Linked DNA regions of Mus musculus: regions 1, 2, 4, 5 and 6 are each linked to region 3. Evidence: chromatin contacts called from public HiChIP or PLAC-seq and promoter capture Hi-C data. All regions are on one chromosome and are shown on one strand. Each heading gives the region's core, a stretch centred on a gene start, on an enhancer-like site or on the middle of the called end of the contact. The rest is flanking DNA. Distances are from core to core; before and after follow the strand shown. Region 1 holds the start of Hr (lysine demethylase and nuclear receptor corepressor). Region 2 holds the start of Polr3d (polymerase (RNA) III (DNA directed) polypeptide D). Region 3 holds the start of Pdlim2 (PDZ and LIM domain 2). Region 4 holds the start of Bmp1 (bone morphogenetic protein 1). Region 5 holds the start of R3hcc1 (R3H domain and coiled-coil containing 1). Region 6 holds the start of 4930480K23Rik (RIKEN cDNA 4930480K23 gene).

Region 1 (3,669 bases), core at 798-3,297, 380 kb after region 3:
TGACGTGGGTGCCCCCCCTCTCCCCGCCCGGATTAGTGGCAGCTTGGCCTGACTCTCCGGGGCTCCTTCCCCCGCCCTGCCTGCTGCCCACCCCTGGGCAGGGGGCTACTCTGCCTGAGGGGTACTGTGCTTGCCCAGGTAAGGGTCTCTGGGGTGGAGAAAGGGCAGCCGGCTGTCAGAGAGTCTGTGCCTGTCAGCAACGAGTGTGTGTCAGCATGTGTGTCAGTTTGTGAGGGGTCGGGGTGGGTGAGGGCTGGGCCCATGTGAGTCTGGGGGTGCTAGTAAGTTTGCCAGGTCCATGATCTGGTCTTGTGACCACACACTGGGTGGCTTCCCCCCCCCCACGAGCGCCCTCCCCCGTGTTTGTGTCTTTTGTGTATGTCCTCAGCTCTGCTCCATCCTCAGGCACAGCACAGCCAGCTGCAAGGACTCTGGCCTGTGGCATAGGCTCTAAGGCAAGGATGGGGAACGTGGTGGAGTGAGGGCAGTACTTCTCCTCACCTTCATCTCCACTAACCCCTAAGCATTCCAGAAGACTGTCCTGAGAGCTCTGGTCTAGCCCAGGCAATATAATCTGACAGGCAGATATGGCGACTGGAGGTGCGGGGGTGGGTATCTGTTCAGCTCCCCTGACACAGTCCCTATCACCTTAGGGGAAGACAGCCACAAGCCCCCAGGACTCAGGACAGCCCCGGGTTCCACTCTGGCCACTACCAGGCCTCAAGCCACAAGACTCTCCCACAAGCCTCTGCTAAGGTAGGCCAGGGAACTTAGATGGGGACCACAGGCACGTGCCACCCCACCACCCTGCCCTGGAGCCAGGAGCCAGAGGTCAGGCTAGACCCCCTGCTGCTCCAGTCCCTGTTAGACCCTCCTCATTCCGCTCCCTCAGCAAACTAAGGTCAGGTCACCTCCAAAGGAGTGGATAAGAAAAGGAGTATGAAAACCCCAGCCATGTAAACAACCCCTGCCAGCCTGCCCACCACAGACTTGGTCTCTGTGAAGGAGAGGAGCAAGGAGGATCTGTATCAACAAGGCCCAAGTCGGAGCAGGCAGCTAGGATGGAAGGACAGACCTCCTCCCCCAAGTACCTATCCTGGTCTTAACAATTGGTGAAAAGCTCCTTGCCTTCACTCCTGTCCCTTAAGTGAAAGACATTGGGCTCTTCATGATACCCCTCAACTTCAGAGATGGTGGAGGGACTTGGGACCAGGCTGTGGCCACCCAAATCCATTCCTTCCACAGCAGTGGGGGGTGGGAGTGAGAGTAAGTGGTGTTGCTTCTGTTTCAGCCTGGGCTCGGAGGCAGGGGAGTAGAGGGGCAGAAGGTGGGTGCTTTTAGAGAAGGGAAGCACCCGTTGGGCGTGTGGGTTTCTGTGTGTGTCTGAATCTGTCTGTCTGTTTGTGTGTGTGCTCTGGAACCACCCCCGCAGAAGAGCAGGGATGCTTCCTCGGGTGGAGGGTGCCCTGTTTGCCCATTTCCTCTCCTACTCAATGTTCCCTCCCAGGAGCCACTCCCATGGGCTCCTCTCCAGGCTGGGCCTGAGAGCACCAAGAACATTGAAGATGGGGCAGCCCAGCAGGCAACCCCAAGTGGAGCTTGCAATGCTTGTGTGCTTCTGGTCCCTTCACCTCTCTGGACACTTGGTAGAAATCAAGGCGCTTAGACCAGGGAACAGACCAGATATCAGGTCAGGCCCTCCCAGATTCCAAAGCATAGTGCTTTGTAACATTGTGCCCAGAGAGGGATGCTGGGTAGGGTCTTGGGCCCCGACACTATGAAGAGTGGCTTAGCCAGGTGATGATGAAGAATGAGGTAGGGAAGACACCAGCCATTGGGGTGTGCCCAGAGCTGAAAAGGACAGGGAGAGAGTGGTCCAGCAGGCACGGGCCTGCTGGCGTGGGTCGCAGCACCCATCACTGACCCGTGAGAACCCGACTGCCCCTGCCAGCTCTGGCACTGACCCCTCCCTGCCGCCCCGCCCTAGCACCCCGGGGGGCACCCCGCCTCATCCTGGCCTGGTCCGGCCCCTCCCGCCCTTTGCTCCAGTTCCCGGGCTTGGCACCTATAGTGGGGGTGCTGCCCGCCTGCCAGGCTCCGGGCCGGGCCCACGGGAGGGTGGGGCGGCTGGGAAGCTGGCACACTGCCCCAGGGGAGCCTCTCTCGGCAGGCGCCCGGGTGCCGCGGGGGGGAGGGGGGAACAAAGGGCTCATTCTCCCCGTGCGCAGCCGGTGGCATCGCCGGGGCGTTGGCGGAAGCCCCCGGGGCTCAGAAGGGGGCAGGCCCAGGCGGGGCCGCCGAATCACGGGCTCCTGTTTCCCGCAGGGTGCTGGAGGAGGAAACCGGCGGAGCAGCTTCCCCACTCTCAGTTGCGCGTCTGGCGATGGCGATCAGAGGTCCTGCTGCGCTCTCCGCTGCGCTCTCCCTCCATTAGCCGCGCTACGCGGTGCTGCGCCCTCGCTGGTGCCTCGCTCCTGGCTCACAGGATCGGCCCCCCACTTCCAGGCACGACCCCCTTCCCCGGCCCCTCGGCCTTTCCCCCCACTCAGCCATCTCCGACCCGGGGCGCGCGTTCCCCCCGGCCCGGATCCTTCTCTCCCTCCGGGGACACCCGCTCCCTAGCCCCGGCTCGACCCTCCCCAAAGCGCAGCACGGAGTCTCGGCGTCCCATGGCGCAACCCACAGCCTTGGCCCAGAAGCTGGTGCGGCCCATCCGCGCCGTGTGCCGCATCCTGCAAATTCCGGAGTCCGACCCCTCCAACCTGCGGCCCTAGAGCGCCCCCGACGCCCGGGGGGAAAGAGAGCGCGAGAGCGCTGAGCAGAAAGCGGGAGAACGCCCCGAAGCCGGCCCATGGGGAGCGAGTACCCAGCACCGGCTAGCACGACCGCCGCCCACACCGCGCCCGGCCTGTGAAGCCCAGGTAAGCGCCAAGAGGGAGCGCGTTCTGGGCTAATTGTAATGGGGGAGTTTATGAGCTGATCCCAAGGTGCAGGCAGGGAGTGAAGTGCCGGTGTCACTCTGAACTGAACCTTACATCTTAACATGGAAAAGTTAGGATGCCCAACTAAGGGGGCTGGACTGAATGCAAGCTGCAGCTCCAAAAATTCTTGGCGCCTCCGCCAAGGCTCACGTACATCCATCCCTCTTGGAGTTTCCTCTGTCCGGCCATGGGGACTACTTCAGGAGACTACAGCTGATCTGGTGCCACCTGTCATCCTGGTCCCTAGCAAGCGTGTTCAATTTTCCCTCGCTTGCGTCTCTCTGGGGCCCAGCCTGCTTTCCCCGCCTCCTTCCCTCCCCCCTCCGGGCTTCAGTTAGCAGCGGTGCCCTGGCACTGCCGTCGGGCTTGGGCAGCTCGACCCACCCTAGTCTGAAACCTCTTAATCCCTTCTCACATGCTGACTCCCATTGGGAGCAGAGATCCTAGCCCCCAGTAGTTGTCCCGGTACTCTTTGAAGATGCCAAGAAACTAGAGCCCATGAAGGGCAGATTCAGACAGCCCAGGGGTAGGGAGACACCAGCCAGCAGCCCTGGCTAGCTGCCCTGCCCAGTGACTCGAGCCTGTCGGGTCTGAACATCCCAGTCTTGCAAGCCTAGTGGGGGCTGAAGATGGGAGCGGGCAAGCAGCACCCCAAAAACCACAGACTGGCGTTTAGAAAGAATCCTCT
Region 2 (3,670 bases), core at 333-2,832, 270 kb after region 3:
TTGCCATACCATGAACCCAAAAGCAAGAACCACCTGATTGATCGTGGACTAAAATCTCCAAAACAAAATGTCCCTCTCTGTAAGCCAATTATCTCAGCTATTTATTACAGAAAAAAAACAAAACAAAACAAAAACCAAAAAGACCCTCTAATGCAAAGTGCCCTGGAGCTAAGCGTGGAGGTGTACATCTTAATCCCAGCACTCAGGACACAGGTCTGAGAGGCAAGCACATCTCTGGGAGTTCTAGGCCAGCAACCTACATAAGTGAGTTCCAGGACATGCAAGGCCATGTAGCGAGGCACTGTCTCAAAAAGAAACATGCCCCTATATAACCCAGGATTGAAGGATGAGAACCACTGGTGAATAAGCTAATAGCGTAAGTTAAAATCTCTAGGCCACACAACCTAATTACGTCCCCAAATTCAGAGCTAACCGGGGTGAGTACTGTTCATTCATTACTTACTCTTCTTTGATCTTCCGACTGATGATATTTGGGGTGAAGGTTTTCTGAAAAGTAAAACACAGTACTGTATTTTCGATGTGCTCAACTGACCAACAGTCCTGGGATGGCTTAGAGAGACAGGTAGACTATCACCAGTAGCCCCCAAGGCAAAGCTAAAATGCTTTATCCTGTGTTTGCTATTCCTTTTCAGAGCTACTCGGTACAGTTACATCTACTGTTACACACATAACAGGAGGGGACAAAGAGCAGTTACCGGCATGCCTAAGATTCATCACTTACTAGATTATTAGTTTTCAATACTGACATCCACAGAGTTATGAACACTCGAAATTGCAAGTAAAGCAATTTTGTCTGGCTTTCAAGGGATTTTGTAAGGAGCCCAGAACATAATAAGCACTTCCGGATGTCTTGAATCAACTAGATTCACTGTCTTTTAATTGCCTAGGAGACCCTGTCAGTGTCCTGTACCAGCACCTAGGTTTGCAGGTCTCTCTAAAGGCTGACATCCCACCAGGGGCCCAAGGCAGCACATGAATGAACATCACGAGTCGCCTCCCTACGGCCTGGGTGGGTTTCTATACAAACGCGCTCGCAGGTACCTTCTTGACTCCGCCAAGGGTGAGGTCCCGGGAGCGGATGGAGGGAAGGCGACCGGGCGTAAGCGGGGGTGCGGGCCGCCGGCCGATCAGCCCCCGGCCCCCAGAGAGAAGGGGTCGCGGCCCTCCAGGATTGCTGGGCTCGCCCGCCGCGTTTCCTTCCGACATGGTTCCTAGAAGAAAGTAGGCAACAAAGTGACTCCAAGGGCTGGACGCGAGGACCCTGGGCGGAACCGCACCCACGTGGCCTCCCGCCCCCCGCCCGTGCGTCGCTCTCGCTGCAGCTCAGCTCCTCCCCGTCCCACGTGGCGAGGCTTCCCGGAGCGCCCCACCCCTAGCTTTGGACTCCGTCACCTGCCCTTTCCCTGGGGACTTCGTGACGCACCTGCGTGGAGGCTCTGCGCCGAGTATCACAACCTCACCTCCGACTAGAGCAACCACGGGCCGCGGGTCTCCGGGCAAGGCGGAAGTCTGCGTGGCAAGGACCGGGCGCTGCCATCTTACCCTGGGGCGGAAGTGACATCAAGGGGGCGTGACCTGACCATAGTATTTATCCGACGGTGCCTCGCCGCCCTCCGCCTTCTCTTCCCGGTTCTTCCCGGAGTCGGGAAAAGCTGGGTTGAGAGGGCGAAAAAGGATGTGGGAGGTGGACTGTAAGCTGTGCCGGGGTGTGACTCGTGGGGGCGTGTCTCGGCCCCTGGCAGGGAGTAGAGGTGCGGTCCTCGGGGTCGGAGGTGGAGGGGCTCCAAGGTCGCCTACCTGCTGTATGTGGAGTCCACACTGCGCAGCCTCTGGGAGCAGTGGGGTCGCCGCTCGGGATGGGGCTCCGGACATAGGGAGCTTAGAGCCCTCAGGCCGTGGCTGGCTGCAGCCTCCCTGCGTTGACCTTGGCGTGGTCATTGCACCTTCGGGCTCGACCCTTTGCTCGCGTGCGCCTTCCCTTGCCGGTCCCTGGGGTCTTGGGGTGTCACCCTTAACGCAGTTTGGACAGAGCAGCCAATAGCTCTTCTCATCTACCTGGGCCCATGACTGCTTAGTCAAATCTGGGAAGCCTTTGGAACTGAAGTTTGCTCTTCAACTGGAAGGGTTTTTGTTTTTTGATTTTTGGTTGGGAGGTGTGGGTATTTTTAAGACAACCCTGCTCTGTAACCCTATCTAGTCTGGAACTTAAGTAGACCAGGCTGGCCTCGAATTTGCAGCAGTCCAGTCTCTTCACTCATCCCTCAGTTGTAGGGATTACAGATGTACACCACCAATCCCAGCTGAAAAATTTTTTTATTGTAATGTGTGGTTGCAATCTAATCTGGGGGGGGGGGAGTCATTTAATGTTACACTACAGCGACCCCAATACAAATAAAAAGGTTATGTAATTCTAGGGAAGGAACCTATTTCTGCTGGAATTCCATAGGCTGCTAGCATTAAAATATTTTTGATGTACTGTAATATTGTGCCACACAATAGTGTATTCTTTGTCGGAGACAAATGACCAATGGGAGGATATATATGTGCATATTTATATGTATATATCGTAACTTGTTTCCTTAATGGGGCACTTACTTTAAATAGGTATGTTGTTAGAAATAGCTAGTGTACATTTGATACATCCAACTTTTTTGCTTTCTTGTAGATTATATCCCTAGGAAAGAGTTTCAGAAAATGTACATATTAAAAGTATACTTTGCTGGGCAGTGGTGGCACACGCCTTTAATCCCAGCACTTGGGAGGCAGAGGCAGGTGGATTTCTGAGTTTGAGGCCAGCCTGGTCTACAGAATGAGTTCCAGGACAGCCAGGGCTACACAGAGAAACCCTGTCTCGAAAAACCAAAATAAATAAATAAAATGAAAATAGTAAATAAGTAAACTTCATTTTGATGTCATACATATGCAGTTATTTAAAAAAAAAAAAGGGGGGGGGGGAAATTATGTGACAAGCCAGGCATGTTGGTGCATGCCTGTAAACCCAGTACTTGGGAGGAAAAAGCAGGCAGGTCTCTGAGTTTACACCAGCTTGGACTACAAAGTGAGACACTGATGGTGATGATGATGATAATGATTCAGCAGAGCCCAAATTCTGTTTACTTTGTTTTCCACAATAGTAAGATCTAGCACTTATATCAAAACCAGAATATTGACATTTTTGCAGTCATGGTACAAGACATTTCAGCATGACAGGAATCCCTGAAGCCGCCCTTTCAGATACAGCCAGCCTCCCTTACTGCTGAGCCTTCTCTTCCTCCCACTCCTCCCCACACTAATCTGTTCTCCATTTCTAAAATGTTGTTATTTCAAAAGTATTCTAAAGATGGAGTCATACGGTATATGACTTGGATTGTTTTTGAAGAGACGGAGTCATCTTGTTATAAACCTCTAGTTGACCTGAAACTCACTGTAGAGACAAGACTTGACTTCAAACACTCAGGAAAGTATCTGCCTTGGCAGTGCTAGGATTGAGGGAATGTGCCCTCGTGCCCAGCTTCTGTGGCTACTTTTTATTTGTTTATTTATTTTAGATTTTATTTATTTCATGTATATGACGAATACACTATAGCTTTCTTCAGACACACCAGAAGAGGGCATCAGATCCCATTACAGATGGTTGTAAGTCACCATG
Region 3 (3,454 bases), core at 393-2,892:
GGGGGTAGCTAGCTCCTTATCTCCTAAAAACAGCCCTTACCTTGGTCACAATGATGGGTGTGTGGAAATCTCTGCCCCCGCTAATTCGGAAGCCCCAAGGTGCTGGTCCTGCCACATCCACAGTCAACGCCATGCCTGAGGAAGAGAAGACTGGGAGGTGGGGCCCACTTCCACAGTACACCCCAAAGCAAAGGGAGAAGACGGTGGCTGGTCTCAGAGCAGCCCAGCAGGGCCTGGGCCTGGCGGGTGGTGACAGAGGAAGTGACTAAGTCCCTCCCTCTTCTAAGAGTTTCACTTCCCCCCACCCTGGGAGGCCTTGAAGACTCTGAGTTCCCCCTTCTAGGGTCTTCAGACTAGTAGATCCCCTAAGACAGGCAGCAGTCCCACTGACAAGAGGTCAGACTTCCATACAAGTGCTTGGTGGAGAACTGTGGGAAGGAATTAGCAGGTGGTAGGAGTGAACGCACCCCGCACCCCTTCACTACCTGTTTCCTGTTCCCTAAACGAAGAGCACAAAATACTTTCTACACTCTGTATAGAGTATACAGGAGGACAGCAAGCCTCAGGATAGCCCCACCAGACAGCAAGAAGTTAGCAGAGGCTGGGGCTGGCAGGTGTCAGACTAAGGTCTTCAGAGGGGCTACCTGGCTCCCTGCCTGACCCCAACAGCTGGGTTCAGATGAACAAGAGGAAGCTTGCTACCTCCTCTAGGGGCCTGCTGCACCCTAGTGAGCAGCCTGAGAAAGGAGGCCAAGGCTCATCTGCCAAGGGAAGCACACCCACACCCACAGCCACCCTGGTACTGGCCAGCAGGGCAAGTTCATGATGCTGCCAGTTTGGCCACAAACTTCTCATCCACAGCCCCCGCTGACCCACAAGGGAGTGTCCTTGTGGACCAGGCCCTCCTAGGATTTCCTGAGCCTCTAGATCTGGAGCCAGGAGCCAACCCAGGCAGGAAGCTGCAATGCCAGCCTGGGCACCACCCAGCCCAGCACCCATCCTCAGGCTGTCCCTGGGGAGATATGGGTCAGCAAGTATGTCCAATATCTCAAGAACATCAAGGCCTGGGGGGAGGGGGAGGCTGTCCAGGCCAGCAGTCCGACTGTCTTGTCCCCCAGGCAACTGGCTTTGCCTTTCACCCAGGCCCAGCCACGGTGTCCCAGGCTGATCACAGAAAGACTGAAAACGCCCTGAGATTCTCAGACCTTTGAGCCGACCAGTGGACTCAGTGAACTGCCTAGCTGTCAGTCTGGCTGTCCCCAGTACCAGTTCTCAAGCTTGCTTCCCAACAAGTCCAAAATACCCCGGGGCGGAGGGGGTTGGGGGTGGGACTGGGACTGGGACTAGAGGACGAGTGTCTGGGTCAGGGGAGAACCCAAGCCAAGGGGTATCCAGGTCGAAGAGAAGTTTCAGGGAAAAGGGGCTTTGGGCCGAGGGTAGGGTCCGGTGAGGAGGAGATCGCCGAGGGCGGTGGCCCGCGGAGGGTGCAGGTGGGCGCGCGCTCACCTGGCTGCCGCTTGCCTGTCGGGCTGGGCGGTCAGGCCAGCCAGGAAAGGGAAGGAGGGAGGGAAGAACGGAGGGAGTAAGGACGAGGAGCCGCCGCCGTTCCACCGCAGCCGTCTGTCCGACTCTAGGGAGAGCTCGCCCGGGGCTCCCAGACCTGCCTCCGCCCATGTGATCCCGGGGCCGCCCCTGCCGCCGCCCCTGGCCCGGGAAGCCGCCTCCTCTGCGCTGCCGAGCCGGGGCGCCGCCACCTGGCCCGCGCCTTGTGGGGGAGCTGGAAGTGGGCGAGCGAGAAGAGCAGACCCTCCTGAAAACCGCCTCTAGACTGAGACCCTTCCGAGGTGTCCACATCCTCCGGACTGTCCCTAAGCACAGGGGGTCGGTTCAAATGACAAACCATCCCCACGGTGCGCAGTATACAGAGACTGCGTCCCACCCCACAATAGGAAAGGATCCCTCGATGTCGCGGTCCCCAGACCTCTGTCAGACAACCGCTGGCTTGATGGACCTGTCTGTGGTCCATCCGATTCTTCTGCCCACTCCTGGCTCCGATGTTGGAGCAGATACAGTCCCGATACCCACACATCTCAAGCCTGGGCCACACCTCCACCCTCCTATCTCTTCCCAGACAGATGCCCCTGGCTTTGTACTGCCAGCGCAGTGACTTAGCCCCAGATACCCCCGCAAGCCTGCCCTGAGCAGGGAGACATGCCCAGACCCAGAGGAGATAGAGAGCACTTGGCAGGGTCATCAGGCACCTCCTCTCCCACCATTCTGCCTGGCATGGGCCAGCTCTAAGCACTACGGAGGACCCTGTCTGCCCAATTCCTATGCCAGACTCCATGACTCAGGGCAACGGTGTGGAGGTGGGGAGAGCAGGTGTAGGCCCAGGAAGGAGGAGCCATCTGACCAGAGGGTCCCCCAGAGCTATACCTGGCAACTCTTGCCCTGGGGAGTTGAGAGCCCACGCAGCTGCCTCCTGCCTCTTCAGTTGCTCTTACAACTTGGCACAGCGTAGAGCACACCTGTGGACCCAGCTGTAACCTGCCTGCCTCGGGTGTGAGTCATTCTCTCCGAGTTCCCCAAGAGAATTGCCCTCGCCACCCTCACCATCCTCCTCACCTACGACGCGCATCGGTGTGGCTCAGAGTCTCTGCACTTCCCAGCCAGCCAGGTTGCCTCCCTGGCCCCACCTCCCACAGTCTCTCCTTGGGCAGGTAAATGGCTCTACCACAGACTAATTCCAGGGGCCTCCAAGAGGGGCCCCTTGTCTGCTGCACCTGCTCTCCCTCCGCAGCTAGTTTGGAAGCCTTTTATGTTTGTTTGGTTTGGTGCTGGGGATTGAAGACAGGGCCCCAGATCTGTACGTATTCTCCCTTTTAAGCTCTACCCTCAGTTCCCTGAAAACCTCTTGAGCAGCCCTCGGGTAGGGCAGGCACTGCCTGGGGTTCACACTGTCCGATCCTCGAGTGTCATGGCTTCCTTTAACTGTGTGTGTGGTGTTGCGTGGTGTGCTGTTTACTTTTTGTCGACTTGATACAAACTAGAGTTCTGTGGAAAGAGGGAATCTCACCTCACCGGGCAATTGCTTCCCTCAGACTGTCTTGTGGGCGTGGCTGTTGGGGGGAACATTTTCTTGATGGCTGATTGATGCGGGAGGGCCCAGCCCACTGTGGGCGGTTCCATCCCTTGGTAGGTGGTCCTGAGTGGTATAAGTAAAGCAGGCTGTGCAAGCCCTGAAGATCAAGCCCCATCGCTCCTGCTTGACTTCCTGCCTGGAGTCCCTTTGATGATGGACTGTGTTGTGGAACTGTAAAAACCCTTTTCTCCCCAAGTTGCTTTTGGTCATGTTCTATCCCAACAATAGAAACCCTGACTCTGACAGTGTTTTACCACAGCAACTGGGAAACAAAGCCAGGAAAAGCAGTTTCCACAGCTCTTTGGGGGCCTC
Region 4 (3,637 bases), core at 819-3,318, 340 kb after region 3:
ACCCAGCCCTGAGACATATCAAGAAACGAACATCACTGAATGGATATGAGACACCGTACAGGGTCAGAGAGATGTTAGCTTTTTCTAAAATCCAAATCCACACCCTCTCAAAGACATTGATCAAGAGCTGGAGGCACAGAGCACAGGAAATGAACATTTATATAGTGTCTGCTGTGTGTTAATAATAAGTGAATTATATATGTTCTCAGATTTAGCCCTTACCCACCAGCTAGTTCTCTAATGAGGAACTTAAGTTCAGAGACTGTGCTCAGCCTTCCTGGTGGCTAATGAGTCCTTCAGATTTCATGCCTTGCTCATTCTTCCTCCTGCCCTCCTACCACGCACGATGTGATGGAGACTTTTACTGTCCTGGTTTGCCTACAGCATACCAGGCATGGAAGAGGAAAGACTGAAGGGTTTGGTTTGTCCTGTCCTGTAAAATGGTCCCTATCCTACCTAAGGGTGGATGGAGCAAGGAGAGTCCCTGATTAGGTCCTCTGTGCTCAAGATTGTAGCTGCCTGTCCCAAAACTTTGTGTCCATTTCTTGTGTCCCAATCCCTGGCTCTAGCTCTTCGCAGACAGGCTGAAGTCAGAAGCGGGAAGTCGAGGAAAAGTTGTGATAACTTGTCCCCAGTGTATTCCAGACAGCCTGCTTGGGAACATCAATTAGGCCAATGGCCTGAGTGTGTCTGGTCATCTGGTCACTCCAAGGGAATCACAGCAGGAGAGTCCTCATGAACAAAGATCACACACACACACACACACACACACACACACACACACACACACACACACACTAGAAGCCCTGACTTGACTAATTAGCCTCAGGTGTCTGTAGGGCGAGAGAGCTGATGTAGAATATCTGAGACCTCTTTGTGAGACTCATTTGCTAACCTAACTGAGCTCTGGCAAAGCTCTCCTGGCACACAAAGGCACAGGTAAGTCCCCCTGTGCCCCCCAAGCCCCCACCCCTGCCGCCAATTTCTCTGACTTTGACAGCTGTCTCTTGAGTGTTCAGAGAGCTCCTGCTGCTGGCTAGATTCATAGGATTGCCTATGAAGAAGTATTCCATAGAACCTCCTGAAAAACTTTCTCCTTCCACTGGGCTGAGAAGCCGGGAAAATCTATCCCTTTGGAGCTGCAGGCCTTCTTTCTGGGCATCAAACCAGACAGATGTGCTGTGCGGCACTATGGCAAACAGACAAGCAGGCAAACACCAGTATTCCACAAAGCAGGAGGGATAGGGGAGAAGGGACACGGACGGACGGACGGACGGACACACACACACACACACACACACACACACACACACACACAGTTTGGCCAGTAAAGTTTCCCGGTGGAGAAAAAGCCTCCTTGCCAGCGGGATTCGCTGGGACCGAGGGAGGTTTCCCCAGGATTCCTCTGTGAAGGCGAACGGCAGCCGCAGCAGTTTCCACAAACAGCAGCAAAACTTCAGTCCTAAAAGTCCCCCAAACTTCCCCCTCCCTTTCTCCCTCGGTCTTTTGTTCCCCCACTGCATTGCCAACCAAGCAGCTCCCAGCTTCCCACACTGGACTGTCCTCCCCCAACCCCAACTACAACCCCAACCCCAACCCCTGCCCGGCCGGGAGCCTCGATCCCAGCCTGCCCACGCCCGGCTTCCGTGCGCCCTGGGGGAGCCGGGGGTCGCTCACCCGCCTTGCAAGGGTCTTTGTAGTTGAGGAGCTCCGGGGCGTCCTCCTCGCCCAGGTCGTAGGTGTAGTCGGCCAAGTCCAGCGGCCGGCCGGCGCGCGGGAGCAGCAGCAGCAGCAGTAGCAGCGGCAGCGACAGCAGCGGCAGCGGCGGGCGGGCCACGCCGGGCATGCTGGCGGGCGGCGGTGGCGGTGGCGGTCGCGCCCGGACGCGGGAGCGGGGCGACGGGGAAGGGAGCGCTGAAGGCGAAGGGGAGGCGCTCTCCCCCCGAGGCCACCTCTTCCCGTCCCGTTTCCTGTCTCCCGCCCCCCGCTCGGCCCGGCTCTCTCCGGCCCTGGGCTCCGGCGTCCCCTCGCCCTCCTCTCGGTCGCTCCCTTTCTTTTCTCGCCGCCCTCCCACTCCCCACCCCACCCCCCCTTTTAGGGAAATGAGCTCGCTGGAGGGCGGGTTTTCGCCCAGCTCAGCCCCCCTCGGGGCCGGGACCGTGCTCGGCCGGGCCGGGAAGCACGCCAGCCGGGCGGGGAGGACGAGAGTAGCACCGCCCGCCCCGGAGGGGAATCCGCTGCCTGGGACTGGGGCAGGGGCCGGGGAGGGGGCGCGGGCCAGGGATGCCCGGAGGCACCGCTCCGCGAGGGGCCCCCTACAGGCCGCTGTCCTGTACCAGGCGGAGTGCCTCCGGGCACGGGACACGCTGTCAGGTCCGTTCCTTCCTCTTAGACACTGGATCAGCGATCGATCGTTCTCTCCCAGAGACTCCAGAGTCTGTCTGTCTTAGATCTCGGCTCTCTCGCTTCTCACTGTCTCTCTGTCTAGCTGTCTCCCTGCCTGTCTCTGTCGCTGTCCTTCCTTGTGGACACACCGCTGGAGGGCGCCTAACACCCGTGTATGGCACCCAGGTCCCGTCCTCTGTCCCTGCCTTTTGCTCTGTTCCCCATTACCTGGGGTAGGACCAAACCTCCATCACTCTTAGAAAGGACGTGGCAAAGCGCCCCAACTCTCCAAACCCTCTCCTTCCTAGGACGGCTTCTGCTAGAAGCCGAGCTGAGAAAATGTGAAAGAAAAGAAGCGCCACTCTTTGTTTTCCAATCAGGCTGCTTTATTCTTTTGTGATAGGATCCCCCTGGCCCGTAGGAGAGACACCTTTCCTTTACAGACTTCCACCGGTTTCTGGGCAGGAGCAGCTTCCTGCTTGTCTGACAAAGACCCTTTGCGGAGGGTCTTTCCTGTCCCGCTGCGGTTTCTACCGACCCTGTGAAGCAAAGAACTAATGCTTATGGGGACTGAAGAAGCCACCCGCTTGGGTCCAGTGTGGGATGTGTCTGGGAACCCTCCATCCTCCGAGCTCCCGAGACCACTGACTTTAAGAGATACCTAGTAGGTCCCCTGACAAAGCAGGCAGCCCAAGCCCTGCCAGTGTTGCCCAGGCACCCTGAAAGGTACTGTTGCTCACCTGTGGATGCTAGATATAGTAGAGTGGTAGCTCTCCACACAGGGTGCTCACAGCAAGGCCTAGGAAAGCCAGGTCTCTCCCGGAAGAATCGGACTCGGAACCAGTATCATGCCCTTCCTCCTGGCCCAGCTTAGAGGTGGGTGTGGAGGGCTTGGCCTGGAAAGAACACCTACTTTCAATGTCACCTGCTTTATTTAGTGTGGGACACTAAGTTGGTAATTCTCGAGGATCAGTTTCCTCACAAATTCAGAGAGGGACTGGGTTGGATGTAGAAGCCCATAGGTCATGTCTAAGCTCAGCCAAGGCCAACAACTTAGCAGGGCCACCTGAGAGCTGGTAGGGATGGCAGGACACAGGTCCATGGAGAGAGGAGAACATGTCTGATCCAGAAACATCAATACTACACAGGGTACGCTAGTCATCCTTTCACATGTCCCTCTACTCAACCCTCAGAGGGAGACTGCTCCCTCCCTCCCTAACATACCCACCTGGAAGTTCTGGAGTTTTCTAGC
Region 5 (3,648 bases), core at 536-3,035, 470 kb before region 3:
TATACCGAGGACCACGGTACTTGCTGGGATGGGAGGCAGGAGGGCGGCAGGGACCAGAGGGGCCATCTGAACTGGGTACTCTGGAGCAGGAACAGGAGTTTCAGGGCATGTTTGGGTCTACAGCAAAATAGCCTACTGGGGCCACCTATCATTCAGGCATGACACTGACAAGTCAGCATTAAGCAAAAGTCACAACCAAAATGACCCTAAAAACAATCTCTTACAAAGGCACAGTGGCAAAGGCAAGTGCCATCCCTGACACACCCAAAGGAGCTCCCCGGTGACTACTACAATCAAATCAGTGGGTGCTGAATCTTGGGTTTCACGATAAACAAGGATAATAATTGCATTTAGGAGCTGTTATTAGAACCAGAGTCACAGTAATAAGATATCCATCCTATGAGATGCACATGGCAATAAGGATGGCTATAGGCCAACACGTTCATGCCCTGTACCAAGGTCTCTCTGGAGAACGCGCTCACAAAGACGACAGGGGTGTAGACCCACCCTTACTAGCCCAACTGCTTGTGTGCACTATATTTTCTTTGGCCCAACACGAACAGCTGAACAGCCAAGTCAGTTGCATCCCTGATGAAGCAAAAGGCAACTGTGACTGTGGCCCTGGCTCCTACCAAACTCTACCCTCCTTGGCTAGCCAGCTAGTCCAATCATCACACACACACACACACACTCACACACACACACACACAGCTGCTGAGAACCCTCCAAAGCAGTAGGACAAACTCACCTGATGTCCAGGTGACAAATGACTGTCCTCCTCTTCCAGCCCTCCCCAACAGAGAAGCTGCTCAAAAGATCAAAATTCTCCGCCGTTCGATGGATCAGGTACCGCAGGCGGCTGGAGACTGGGGGAAAAAGTAGGACCCTGCAAAGGAACCAAATGGAAATAATAAGCTTGAGACCGCGGGTTCACCCCACACCCAATTCCCACCCAGGCCGCTCCCAGGTTTATGGTGGCTTTAACACCAGGCTCACTGTGCCCAAGCAGGTCCCTGCCTAATTGCAAAGTAGATCATCAAAGGGAGCTACAGTTCCCATCATCTAGAAGAAAGTGAGCACTTCTGCCTGAGTGGGGTGATGCTGCGATACAAAGGAAAGGTGTGGCTGGGCAAGTTGGCAGAGGCTAAAGGCAGGGCCTTTCTGGTGGACCAGCCAGTTACCTGGGCACAGAACCTGGGAGAGGGGCAAACCATGCCTATCCTGGCATTAAAAGCCACTCCCTCGTTCCCCGTACTTGGATAGCTGCTTCTGCAGCAGGAAACGATCGAGCTCCTCTTGGACCCGGTGGACAAAGTCATTTTCGGCCGAGGAGAGGAAGACACCGTCCAAGCAGAGAAGGGCCAGGGTGACAGATGGCAGAGCCTGTAGGAGCGGTGGCCAAGGCCGGGATCAGAATATGGGCCCAGAGGCCGCCCACAGCCCTAAGTGTCCCTGCAGCAAGGACTTTGGAGACTTTCGCAGCCCTGGCCACTGTGGAGCGGGATGGGAGGCGCGTGAGTGTGGAGCCGAGTGCGCTCACGTCCAGAGCCAGGCTGGATTCCCTGCTCCCAGCACCGCCTCGTCTCGCCGCGTGTTACCCGGGCTTTTCAGTTCTGGGGCGCAGCCCACTGAAACCGTCCCACAACACGCAGTCGTCCTTCCCTTTCGCGATCCCAGGAGGAAACACCCAACACCCTCAACACTCACCGCGGCAGCTCGGAAAGTTGCCGCCGCGCTCAGGGTCCCCAAGAGCCTGAGCGTCCCCTTCTTCCCAGCGGAATTAGCGCCATCGTGAGGCCGGGAGGAGATATTGCACGTGCCGCAGAGGGGCGTGTTCTTGTAAAGAGCTGGGGCAGGGCCAGAGCTGCTCTAACCCAAACGCATAGGGCTTCCCTCAAAGAAGCAACTAAGCAATTATTCTCTTGGGAAAATAGAGACCCAAAAAGGTGATATGACTTGTCTAGAGTTACACAAGTCAAAAGTGGCTCTGATTCCAAAGTCAGATAGTACTTTTATCTTCTAGAACCAATTGAGTTCTGCCAACACGAGGGAACAGCTACTAGATGCTAAATAGTGATGACATTATATATTTCTAATTTTAGGTTCCTTTGACCTGGTACCTAATGGAGGAAGAAAGAGGTAAGAGCGGGAGGCTGGAGCTGGGGAGATGATTTAGGAATTAAGAAGGGGAACCTCTCTCTGGTTTCAGGTCCCAGTAACATCAGCACTCGGACACAAACTTGGTGCACATACAAACAAGTAAATAAATCTTTTTTTATGGGGCTGAAAAATTGACTGGGCTGTTAATAATATTGCTCCTGAGGCAACCTAAGCTCAGATCCCAGCACCCACAGGGTGGCTTAGAACCATCAGTAACACCAATTCCAAGGGATCCAACAGCCTTTTCTGAACTCCTTGAGCAAACAGATGGTGCATATATATACAAGCAGACAAGACAATCCTACACCTCTGTAAACGTTTCTAAACACTGTATCCAGAATCTGTCCCCTATATCATCTCAGTGAGAGACCTGCAAAGGTCTCTTGTCACACAGAGACCCAAGTTGGGCCAAAGTGGGCCACTAGGTCCAGTAGCCACTAATACGCTGACTAGAGTTGAGTATCAAAACCTAGATCTAGTGTGCTTGCCAAACCAATGCTTATAGATATGCTATGACTAAGACTCAACACCTTTCGAGTATTGACACGGTGATCAGAAGTCCGGCACAGAAGCAGAAAACACAATAAGGCTAGGTGAGCTCAGTGAGAGAAGCTGGCGTCTTCTAAAATTTTACCCCAAATAGGAGGCATGATTGAAAGATTAAGGACTGATCCAAGCTACACGGGGTTGCACTCAGCTCCTTGGCTCCTGCTGGAGTGGGGGTCAGGAAAGAAGGCAGGAAAAGTTCCAGGACCTAACCATGTGACACCAAGGAATTGTATACCATGGTAAAAGGGTCAGATCACCACGAAGATATAGAAGTTCCAAGACTGAAAGCACCGAACAGAAGGCTCACAAAACATACAGTGGAAGCTCTTACAACAAAAACAAAGAAAGAAACAGGGTGGGGGGGAGGGAGGAAACAGAAAGAAAAACAAGTTAGCTGGGCAGTGGTGGCACACGCCTTTAGTCCCAGCATTTGGGAGGCAGAGGCAGGCGGATTTCTGAATTCGAGGCCAGCCTGGTCTACAGAGTGAGTTCCAGGACAGCCAGGGCTACACAGAGTAGCTCTGTCTCACAAAACCAAAAAGAAAGAGAAAAAAGAAAAGAAAGAAAAAAAGAAAAGAAAAAGAAGTTAATCAAAAATTGCACATATTCCTCAACTTAGAGTGGGGTTATAATATGCCCACTATGAATTTAAAAATAATACATATTAAGATACTGTCAATTTTTTAGATGGTTATTGATCTGAAAGCTCACTGGTCAGTTGGCCCAAGTGGCAAAGTGCCAGGCCAATGAGAGACTCAAAACAGATCATAAACTAGAAGGTGCCTGAGGATGGGCTCTTGTGGTTGTCCCCTGGCCACATGCTTGCCCTGAACGTGCATACCAACATCTACAGCACACACACACACACACACACACACACACACACACACACACACACACTACAAATACAGACCCTTACACAAGAAATCCATAAATAGA
Region 6 (3,566 bases), core at 200-2,699, 440 kb before region 3:
GGCTGAGCTGGGCTGGGCATAACATGTACAGTGTGAAATACAAATGATTTCGAATTCAAAGGAAGGATCCAGCCCTGGGGTTACTCTAGCTGTGTAACCTGGAATAGGTTAATCTCTCTGAGACTGTTTATTTTTAATAAAGATAACTGCATTATCTTGCCCTGGACTATTAAAAAAGCCAGAGAGTGGAGTTTGACAGTATCTGAAACCATGAAGTACCAGTCATCTATCAGATATGCCACCTCTTCAAGCACAACCTGAACACTGTATCTATCACACACATTTATCACATAAAGCTCTTTCAGAGGCCCCCAGCTACACAGTTAAACTCTCCTCTCTGGTCTAAATAATCTCCGTCCCGGACATACCAGGAAAGGCTACTTGTACGACCTGTACCAGAGTTCTCTTGTCAAGATGTCTAGAATCCCATGAGTACTCTCTCCTTAGCTCTGTTCTCTCTTAGTTCAAAGTACCCACCGCAGAGATCTGCTGTAAAAGTAATTCAAGTCTGGAGGTCCTGTGGAAATAACTGCATAACAGGATCCCAGTTCAAGTGTCCCGCTGACACCTCTGCAAAGATGGGTCTCTTCTGGACCATTCTGCCTATCCCCAGTCACTCCAACCATCCCAGCCCCTCTTTCTCTCTGAGTCCAGACATCCATCCGTGGAGCAGCCTCCTCGTCCCCCTCCTCCTCCTCCACCCACTGAACAAACCCTGGACGCGGAGTCTGGGCTGTCAAGGGGCAGGTCTGATGTCAGCCCTGGGGAGCCGCCCCCCGCCTGGCCCTCTCGGCCTCGGTCCTCACCGCAGCAGGTCCTGCAGCACCGTAGCCAGCCCCAGCGGGACACTGCCCTTGCGCTGGAAGGCCTCCTGCAAGTCCCGCAGTCGCAGGCGCACCACCCCTTGGCGGCGGCTGTGGCTCAGCACCAACGGAGCCCAGAAGCCCATCTTGCTGTCCCAGTCGGTGCTGTTCACCTCGCGACTCCTCTTAAAGGCGGAGAACAGAAAAGACATGCGCTCCTCATCCTCCTCCCACTCGGGCGGCAGGAGGCCCGCCGGGTCTCCCCCGGTCGGGGCCTGGGCCTCCCGCTCCGGGGACCACATCGGAACCCCAGCCCCGCCAAGGAACCGAACACAAGCCTGGCCCGGGTCCCCTTCCGCCCCAGGTCCCTCTCGGCTTCCGTCGTTCCTTCACGCCCTCCTCCTCAGCCATCACGTCACCACCGCCGCCTGTGCGATAAAAGTCCCGCAAGTCTTCAGGGCGCAGGCGTGGCGCGGCATTCATTTGGCCGGGAGGGAGGGAGGAGGGCGTTCTCGCCCGAGAGAGGCAGAACGCAGGCGCCGGACCTTCTCTCCGTGGCCTTTGTGCGACGGGAAGGCTTTTGCGCGTGCGCCACAACCATAGAGTTTGGCGAGGCGTACTAGAGGGGCTACCTATTGCACCTCCCGGGTGGTTCGGGCTTAAGGTTAGCCAGGCTGAGGCTATGGGAGCTGCAGGTGGATACACAACCTTGGATCTGGTGTAGCTCTCCTTAGCCCAGAGACTTTTAAGTTAAACAAACGCCCAAGATACCTTTCTTTCACTAGAATATCAGCCGATTAACAAAAATGGTCCCAAAGCTCCGTGACACTGGACCCATTTTTAGGGCTAGAGATAGTCTTCTTAATCACTTTCTTCCCGCTCTTTAGCTCTGGGATGTCCTTTTTCTCCTGAAAATTCATATTCTGCCAGGTCCTTTAAAAAAAAAAATCGTTCCAACTCTCATCTGAAGCTCCGGCTGCCTTGGCTGCCAGTTTAGCATTTGTCTCTGACCTTTCTGCTTCCTCGAAGGAGAGGGCAGACAGCGATGCAAGTGTCTTGCAATGACAGCGCTACTGCAGAAAATACTTTATGGACTGAGAGGTACTTAAACCTTACCCTCTAGTTACTTTTCCGTCTTGAAGAGTCTTACAAAATTTGTTCAGTGTTGAGAATAAATTGTGGTGGTGGTAGTTATAGCCGGACCGTTCAAAAAGAGACTAGGACGAGCTGTTTTTTAATTTGAAATTTGCACAGACCCGGCCGAGGGCACGCACTCACTACAAGTCTAGAGAGACTGCCCCGACCGTTAAAGACAGGTTTATAAAGGGGAAAACTACTGGTTCCATACTTCCATTAACGTGGTCGCTGTTGGCAAGCATGACAGGATATGAACTTTTAACAAAAATGAGGTATAGCACCATGGCTTCTCTGCTTGATCGAGGAGCAGAAAACCTTCAGGTTACAGAAGCAGGACGATGCAGGTTAGTAATAGTTCCCATAAATACCGTGTATTTATGTTTTGCTTACTTGTGTGCAACTGCACCGCGTACGTCCAATGCCCACAGAGACCAGAAGAGGGTGTTGGATCCCCTGGAATTGTAGAATTGTAGTTTTAGTTGAGCTCTGCCCTGCAGACGACGGTAACTACAGATCCAGCCTGGAAATATGCTGATTTTTAAAAGACTTATCAAGCAAGCAAACAAACAATCTAAAAGGTGAAAGGAACTGTTGGTGTAAACGTTAAAAATTAAAGCGAAAGTTTGTTTCGACTTAGGAAAAAGTAATTTCTGTTAAATAGTCGCCTTTATAAACTGGTATTTCCAGTTTGAGGGAAATGTGATGAGTTTCGGGCTTCAGAGTAGTTGAAACAGTGTTAAGGTGAATTTTCATGAGCATTGAGTTTCATTGAATTTTAATAAGCATTTTGAAGGAGGAAATGGAGTGTTTAGTTATATGATGTGTGTACTAATTGCTATCTATGTGCTATATTCCTCAAAGTGTGTTCAAAATATCTCACTTAGCGGCCTTTTTTCAAATACTTTCGCTATAGTTCTCATAGTTTGTAAGGTAGCCTTTCCCACTTTACCTGCTTTTACAGAAGAGGAAGGTGAATCAGGTGGAAAGGAGCAGAGGAGAGCCAGAGAGGGGAGAGAGAGGGAGGAGAGAAGTGGAGAGGAGAAAGAGGTGCAGAGAGGGACGGAAAGGTGGGGCAAGAGAGGGAGGGAGGAGGCAGAGAGCAGAATTCCAAATATCAAATCTAGTGAAACAAATCTGTACTGTGCTACCCGTTAGGCCCAGTAAAACTAGGTCTTCTCCGCCCAGCGAAGGATTCCACCTTTTACAGGCGAGCAAATTGCTTTATCTGGGTCTGCTTGCATCTGAAAATCCACTCCATTTCACCCTTCCAGGCGGCAGGCAAGGTTGGCTTTCACCTTCTGGAGGCTGAAAGGATAACTGGGAACAGAATCAGTGAAGCCAGGGACTATGGGTACAAGTCTCCCAAAACTGACCTTACCTTTAAGATATGAGTCTGCCACAGGTATGCGAGGAATGGTGGGAATCTTTATTCTGAGATTGAAGAACCCAGTTTCACTCTACTGTGAAGGAGATATTTGTTTGCTGATGTTATAGGCATTAGATATGGGCATTAGATACCCATTCCAGCTATTAACATCCCTGAGGTCTCACACATTTCCCTCTGCTCTAACGAGGCTCCAGGTCATTCTCCCACTTGCCAGGAGTCCTCTTCATTTCCATACAAAT

Evidence for each region. Promoter capture Hi-C pulls out the DNA fragments that hold promoters and counts their contacts. HiChIP or PLAC-seq counts read pairs in DNA pulled down with a chosen protein or histone mark. Capture Hi-C pulls out chosen DNA fragments and counts their contacts.
Region 1: an H3K4me3 HiChIP or PLAC-seq map of embryonic stem cells shows a contact between it and region 3, with 11 read pairs. The contact joins the promoter of Hr here to the promoter of Pdlim2 in region 3. A contact is called at or near these places in 7 of 39 promoter capture datasets (cranial neural crest, embryonic stem cells, liver and 2 more), 3 of 484 Hi-C or Micro-C datasets (embryonic stem cells, epidermal suprabasal cells and muscle stem cells), 5 of 115 datasets of contacts at active chromatin or transcription factors (the 230-238 cell line, T-cell acute lymphoblastic leukemia, embryonic limb bud and 2 more) and 2 of 9 other capture datasets (liver and pancreatic islet).
Region 2: a promoter capture Hi-C map of adipose tissue shows a contact between it and region 3. The contact joins the promoter of Polr3d here to the promoter of Pdlim2 in region 3. A contact is called at or near these places in 16 of 39 promoter capture datasets (the 3T3-L1 cell line, 3T3-L1-derived adipocytes, the C10 cell line and 11 more), 12 of 115 datasets of contacts at active chromatin or transcription factors (cardiomyocytes, craniofacial prominence, embryonic basal ganglia and 9 more) and 3 of 9 other capture datasets (adipose tissue, liver and pancreatic islet).
Region 4: a contact with region 3 is called in an H3K4me3 HiChIP or PLAC-seq map of intestinal villus epithelium, with 6 read pairs. The contact joins the promoter of Bmp1 here to the promoter of Pdlim2 in region 3. A contact is called at or near these places in 6 of 39 promoter capture datasets (3T3-L1-derived adipocytes, cranial neural crest, embryonic stem cells and 2 more), 5 of 115 datasets of contacts at active chromatin or transcription factors (embryonic stem cells, forebrain, intestinal villus epithelium and 1 more) and 1 of 9 other capture datasets (liver).
Region 5: a promoter capture Hi-C map of pre-B cells shows a contact between it and region 3. The contact joins the promoter of R3hcc1 here to the promoter of Pdlim2 in region 3. A contact is called at or near these places in 4 of 39 promoter capture datasets (cranial neural crest, liver, pre-B cells and 1 more), 1 of 15 datasets of contacts at CTCF or cohesin (large pre-B cells) and 1 of 9 other capture datasets (liver).
Region 6: a promoter capture Hi-C map of second pharyngeal arch cranial neural crest shows a contact between it and region 3. The contact joins the promoter of 4930480K23Rik here to the promoter of Pdlim2 in region 3. A contact is called at or near these places in 9 of 39 promoter capture datasets (the 3T3-L1 cell line, the C10 cell line, the HPC-7 cell line and 5 more), 1 of 15 datasets of contacts at CTCF or cohesin (large pre-B cells), 5 of 484 Hi-C or Micro-C datasets (B cells, the N1E-115 cell line and pro-B cells), 9 of 115 datasets of contacts at active chromatin or transcription factors (bone marrow-derived macrophages, craniofacial prominence, embryonic midbrain and 6 more) and 5 of 9 other capture datasets (adipose tissue, embryonic stem cells, liver and 2 more).

Annotation. Positions count from the first base shown.
Region 1 is chr14:70,552,187-70,555,855 of GRCm38.p6, forward strand. It overlaps Hr (lysine demethylase and nuclear receptor corepressor), which reads left to right and starts at 2,048. Exons shown (of 19, transcript NM_001379479.1): 1 at 2,048-2,921.
Region 2 is chr14:70,441,889-70,445,558 of GRCm38.p6, forward strand. It overlaps Polr3d (polymerase (RNA) III (DNA directed) polypeptide D), which reads right to left and starts at 1,583. Exons shown (of 9, transcript NM_025945.3): 1 at 1,445-1,583; 2 at 1,063-1,232; 3 at 464-507. The coding sequence starts at 1,227. It overlaps Mir320 (microRNA 320), which reads left to right and starts at 1,622; the gene lies at 1,622-1,703.
Region 3 is chr14:70,175,173-70,178,626 of GRCm38.p6, forward strand. It overlaps Pdlim2 (PDZ and LIM domain 2), which reads right to left and starts at 1,643. Exons shown (of 10, transcript NM_001253736.1): 1 at 1,507-1,643; 2 at 41-135. The coding sequence starts at 133.
Region 4 is chr14:70,518,192-70,521,828 of GRCm38.p6, forward strand. Bmp1 (bone morphogenetic protein 1) reads right to left here and starts at 2,069. Exons shown (of 20, transcript NM_009755.3): 1 at 1,678-2,069. The coding sequence starts at 1,846. Sftpc (surfactant associated protein C) reads right to left here. Exons shown (of 6, transcript NM_011359.2): 4 at 3,614-3,637; 5 at 3,126-3,281; 6 at 2,750-2,924. The coding sequence ends at 3,135.
Region 5 is chr14:69,705,799-69,709,446 of GRCm38.p6, forward strand. R3hcc1 (R3H domain and coiled-coil containing 1) reads right to left here and starts at 1,786. Exons shown (of 8, transcript NM_001146012.2): 1 at 1,708-1,786; 2 at 1,256-1,383; 3 at 749-886; 4 at 1-80. The coding sequence starts at 1,365.
Region 6 is chr14:69,731,385-69,734,950 of GRCm38.p6, forward strand. 4930480K23Rik (RIKEN cDNA 4930480K23 gene) reads left to right here and starts at 1,450. Exons shown (of 3, transcript NR_130157.1): 1 at 1,450-2,284. Chmp7 (charged multivesicular body protein 7) reads right to left here and starts at 1,186. Exons shown (of 10, transcript NM_134078.4): 1 at 807-1,186. The coding sequence starts at 1,105.